2 separate regions of the Gossypium hirsutum genome follow, and region 2 is linked to region 1. A link is a contact called in public Hi-C data. All regions are on one chromosome and are shown on one strand. The core of a region is the stretch at or near the end of the contact, and the rest is flanking DNA. Distances in the headings are between cores, read along the strand shown.

Evidence for each region. Hi-C and Micro-C count contacts between places; a contact is called where the count stands out from the background.
Region 2: a contact with region 1 is called in a Hi-C map of leaf, with 2.0 times the contacts expected there. The contact joins the promoter of LOC107894079 here to the promoter of LOC107901162 in region 1. A contact is called at or near these places in 8 of 34 Hi-C or Micro-C datasets (callus, hypocotyl, leaf and 1 more).

The regions. Positions count from the first base shown.
Region 1 is chrA13:17,037,839-17,040,538 of Gossypium_hirsutum_v2.1, forward strand. It overlaps LOC107901162 (nudix hydrolase 1), which reads left to right and starts at 1,412. Exons shown (of 2, transcript XM_016827059.2): 1 at 1,412-1,747; 2 at 1,834-2,275. The coding sequence starts at 1,612. The coding sequence ends at 2,132. LOC107930773 (probable isoprenylcysteine alpha-carbonyl methylesterase ICMEL1) reads left to right here. Exons shown (of 10, transcript XM_041084994.1): 9 at 361-451; 10 at 547-923. The coding sequence ends at 708.
Region 2 is chrA13:17,453,086-17,455,896 of Gossypium_hirsutum_v2.1, forward strand. LOC107894079 (single-stranded DNA-binding protein WHY1, chloroplastic) reads left to right here and starts at 1,290. Exons shown (of 7, transcript XM_016819286.2): 1 at 1,290-1,685; 2 at 1,767-1,861; 3 at 1,972-2,064; 4 at 2,378-2,472. The coding sequence starts at 1,442. It overlaps LOC107894080 (zinc finger CCHC domain-containing protein 9), which reads right to left and starts at 432. Exons shown (of 8, transcript XM_016819290.2): 1 at 118-432; 2 at 1-23. The coding sequence starts at 288.

The sequences.
Region 1 (2,700 bases), core at 162-2,661:
GCATCAGTTCTCTCCTGAAGTTCTGGTGCAGGACTCAAACGTTAAGCCTGCTGTTTCTCTCCTTCCTCCTGTCATTCTTTTTCATGGCACTGCAGATTATTCTATTCCTGCGGATGCCAGGTTTAAATCTCGTCCTCTCAATTCATAATTCTAAATGTTTGTTCCTTTGTTGTTAATAATTATATGTGCATACATGGATAAGGCCCTTGATAATCATCATAGATTACAGCAATACTACTTTTCATTTTCTTCTTCTGCATCTAGATTGTTATGATGTTGCTATGTAGTGATTGTTGAATGACTAGGTCACAGCTGATTCAAATGCAGATTTCTTATAACAAGTTTTCCTTCTCCTTGCAGTCAAAATTTTGCTGATACGCTTCGAAGAGTTGGAGGGAAAGCAGAATCCATATTGTATGATGGAAAGACTCACACAGATTTGTTTCTTCAGGTAATGGAAGAAGTAACCATGCTTTGTGTTTTGTTTTATTTTGGGTGAATGTTGTATAAATATTCTGCCAACATACATGTAAAATAAATAATCAGGATCCCATGAGAGGCGGCAGAGATGAGATGTTTGAAGATGTTGTTGCCATCATACATGGTGAAGATGAAGCAGCCCTTGCAAAAGATGCCGTGGCGCCTCCAAGAAGACGCCTTGTACCTGAGTTCATGTTGAAATTGGCTCATGATGTCAGCCCTTTCTAGCCATTCATCATTTACTCTCAGATGCTATGAAAATGAATTGTAGCCATGACTATAACATTAATATAACAACAATGGAAGTAAGTTTGTAGATGATCTTTACCAGGCCTTTTACCCCCCTTCATTTAATCCTATTAGATATCTTTTAACATGGGTTTCGGAACAAGACAAGAAAATTAAATTTAAGTTCAGTAATGGATTGGATTGTTTCTTACTTACATAGAGCTGTGTTTGTTTAAAATATAAATTAGGGTTAATTACACCAATGTCCCCACACCGTGGTCTAGATTCTAAAATGCTCATCAAACTTAAAAACATTTTAATTAAATCCTCAAAATACAATAACATGTTTAAAAAACAGTCAAATTATATATATATAAGTCAAGCTAATATTTAATACTTAAATAGATAGTTAATTGATACAATATTAATATTTGAAGATACAATTAAAATATTTTGAATGAATTTAATACACTTTTAAAAATTTCATCTCTTTACATATTTTAATTTCACCGTATGTATGTTATTATAAACATATCTCTCTTCTAAAAAAAGAGTTGCATATTATTGTTTTCATATTTAGATCGATTGATATATCAATCTGAATCTATTAAAATTTTTAATAATTTATTTAGTTAAACCGGTGCAACTTCCACAATAGCATCCTAACTACGAAGAATGTTATCAGTGACGACAGAGATAGACAAAGACAAAAAACAGAAGTCAAAATAGCAAGTTAAAACCAGCCCACCAACAAAGAAAGATGACTGGGCCGCGCACTTTCCCTTACATTTTGATAATATAATATATTATACGCCACCTTTGACTGCCTAATTGCGTTGTCCCCCAGTCTCCCTTCTCTTTATTACTAGTCCAGAGAACCCACCAACTGAACTGTCATTCGAGATGGAGGAAACACAGCCCGTGCCACGAGTAGGTGTTGTGCTGTTCGTGTTGAAGGGGAAATCGGTCCTCCTGGGTCGCCGCCGCGCCTCAATCGGTGAATCCACCTTTGCTCTCCCCGGCGGCCACCTCGAGTTTGGTCCGTCTCTCTCTCTCTCTCAACTCACATCTCTACTTGTTTCGCTTTCATTAATTAAAAAAAAAGGGCAAAATAATTGTTGGCAGGTGAGAGCTTCGAAGAGTGCGGAGCCAGAGAGCTGATGGAGGAGACGGGCTTGGTAATGGGGAAAGCAGACTTCTTAACAGTGACCAATAAAGTCTTCCTGGACAAATCCAAACCCTGCCATTACGTCATCATCTTTCTCCGTGCAGTGCTGGCTGACCCTAATCAAGTTCCACAAAACCCGGAGCCAGACAAATGCGACGGCTGGGATTGGTATGACTGGGATAATCTGCCCCAACCTTTGTTTTCGACGCTTGACGAAATGGTACGAAGTGGCTTCAACCCCTTTCCCTCCACTTGACAGCCGCTGAATGAATACGTTTTCTATTCTTACATATTGCTTGCGTATAATTGATCCATGGGTTATTTTAATTTCATCATGATGTATTCAGTGACCAATGTTGTTTGTAATATGAATCTTAGATGGTGAACTTTTATGGTTTATATTATGTAGCTAAGAGATTTCAAGAGTGAAATTTGCATGGATTTTTTGTTCTTGTTATCTGGATTTTAAGATATATGCAAGGTAGTGGAGTTTTAATGTATTTAACAAATGCAAACTAGTAGCTTCCCTTTAATTAAGAAAAAGTAGATCTTCTTTCTGAAGGGAAAGGTGTACCGCTAGGTGGAATTGTAAGGAGTTTGATATTTTTAAGCAAGATTTCGGATTCAAATATGGTCGACGAAGAAAATAATACTGAGAGCGCTTTACTCTCTATTTAGTGGTCTGACTTGGCTTGACTCTGAATTTAGTCGAAACACAATATGACTATTGGATACCAGACAAAAGAAAGTAAAATTAAAAACCCCTCGTAAATTTCATGAATGCTGAGATGCTAAGTTGTTATTTTATATGGGCAGAATCAGCT
Region 2 (2,811 bases), core at 40-2,539, 420 kb after region 1:
GAAGGATCATAACCCAACTGTGTCTGCCACCCACAGAGGAAAAACATAACATTAAAAAAAGAAGAAGGAAAAAAAACCAAAAAGAGCAACCCCGTAGAAAAAAGAAGAAGAGAGTACTTGGCTTTGTTTAGGCAGAGGAACTGAATCATTATTGTAGGAAGATGAAGATGAAGATGATGAAAAGACACAAGGTTTGAGGCTAATCTTTGGGTTGGAGTTGAGAATAACCAAGAAACTCCATTGAGGAAGGAGAGGTCGAAAGAAGGGAGAAAGTGAAGACATTTCCATATGTAAAAGTTGATTCGAGAGAGAGTATGAATACCAAAAAGATGATGAAATAAAGTTATCAAGTTAAAATGGGCTTCCCAACTTAGAAGTGATGTTGATGGAGACCATGTGGTTGGCTAAATGAGACGATGTGTGGCGCAGGATAAGCCTCTACTCCCGACCCGACAACACTTTATATGTATGTTTTAAAACAAATTTAGACACTTAGTCAGGTTAAGTTTTTATTTTGGTTTTATAAAAATATTATAATTATTTAAAAATATTTAAATAACTGAATTATTTAATAAATTTTAAATAGGTTATTGAATTGTTAATTTTTTTTTGAAAAAAATTATATCAGTAAATTTTAAGAGATGATTCAACTATTAGTACTTCATCAACGAATAAAAAATATATATTAAGTTTAAGTTAATTTAATGGTCAGTATAGAAAATAAAAAAAAAAGTTCAATAAATTTTAATTTGCTAATTCATAATTTCCAAAACTGTTTCATGAAATAAAAAAAGTCATGTAAGATCGATTTTAACATTCCAGTTACTTAAATGAAAATTTTCAATAATTTAATGATTAAATTATAACTATTTTTAATTAAGTAACCAAAATAAAAATTTAAATATAATTTAGTGATTAATAGAGTAATTTACTTTTTCGAAAAAAAATAAGGAGAAAATTTTTTTTCTAAAGCAAGAACTTGTAAGAACCTCACATCCTAGGACATTTCAATTAAGTTATTTTCAAGTAAGTTTTAGAATTGATTAAAATTAATCCCATATGTTTATCTTTTAAGATTTAAACTTAAATTCTCACAAAACTTAAATTTAAAATCTCAAAACAAATCAAATTTTTTATCATTTAAAAAAATTCTTTTGATAAAATCCGCAAAAGAAAACTAAGTTTTAGAATTGATTAAAATTAATTCCATATATTTATCTTTTAAGATTTAAACCTAAATTCTCACAAAACTTAAATTTAAAATCTCAAAACAAATCAAATTTTTTATCATTTGAAAAGAATTCTTTTGATAAAATACGCAAAATAAAACTTCAACTCTTATCTTCTCCCCCACTCACCCCCAAACCTTAACAGAAAATATTAAATCAAATATAGGTGGGAAGAGAGAGAACCAAAGAAAGAAAATACCCAAAAGAAAAGAATGCTGCAACTTCAACTCTTATCTTCTCCCCCACTCACTCCCCAAACCGTAAACCTCAACTCCATCTCTAACCCCAAGCTTTTCCCATCTTTCTCTTCACTCAACTCCTCCCAAACCCGTTCCTTTAAATTTAATCCCCTCTCTAAACCCTCCAAGTTTTCTCTCAAATGCCGCCAATCTGAATACTTCGATCAGAAACAGAGGTTTAATGACTCTTCTTCTTCTTCTTCGCCATCATCCTTAGGTAAAGCTAAAGCCTTGTGTTTGTAGCTTTTTTTATCAGTGTTTTCTTTTCAAGTGTTGAAAGTGTTTTATTTGACAGCAGGGTTGCCGGCTAGGTTTTATGTAGGTCATTCCATTTACAAAGGGAAGGCTGCTCTGACTGTGGAGCCAAGGGCACCTGAGTTTGTGCCTTTAGATGTACGTTTCATTCATAGTTTCCTCTTCTTTTTTTTTAAGTTCATTTTGCAAATTTGATGGTCTTTCTTTGTTTTGTACGCTCATTTTCTTTGGATGTGTTTTATCTACAGTCTGGGGCATTTAAAATATCCAGGGAAGGTTTTGTGCTGCTACAGTTTGCACCTGCAGCTGGTGTTAGACAATATGATTGGAGTAGGAAGCAGGTGATCTTATGCTAACTAAGCTTTTGGTTTAATGCTTTTTTAAAAAAGAAACTAACTAAGCATTTAACATTTTAGATAATGGTGTTTCTAATATTTGGAGAAATGCATGGTTCGAATATTAAGATAGAACAAAGAAATCTTTGTTCCGAAATCTTGTTAAAAAGACTTCATTGATTTGCATGTATGTGGACATTCATAATTTTGGTCTCCGCATTCTGTGTTTACTGTAGATCAAATGTAAAATCTTTGTTGTGAAGGATGAATACGTTCTAGAGACATGATATACATCCATTGCTGGCTTGCTTCTCTCCAGGTGTTCTCATTATCAGTTACTGAAATTGGAACTCTGATTAGCCTTGGCATGAGGGAATCGTGTGAATTTTTCCATGATCCTTTTAAAGGAAAAAGGTACTATCCTTCCCTTTCTTCCACTCACCCTCAAACACCCCTTTGTGTATTGAATACTAGAGTTGCTAATTGAACTCTCCCTCTTGCATTATGTTTGTGCTGGCAATTGCTTAAATATTTTATCCCTGCAATGAGGCCTTGGCTTAATGGCAAGATTGAGGCTTTAGAAACTTTGAGATTATAGGTTCGAGTCCCAACTTGCGTAAATGGGTGGGTTCTCTTCCTGATTTATTTCGGTTAATTGGTTACCTAGTTAGTCAGTTCAGTGCTTATAATGTTTGATTATGATTGGATCTGTTGATATAGTTGTAATTTCATGTGTATATATAAATAGGGGTG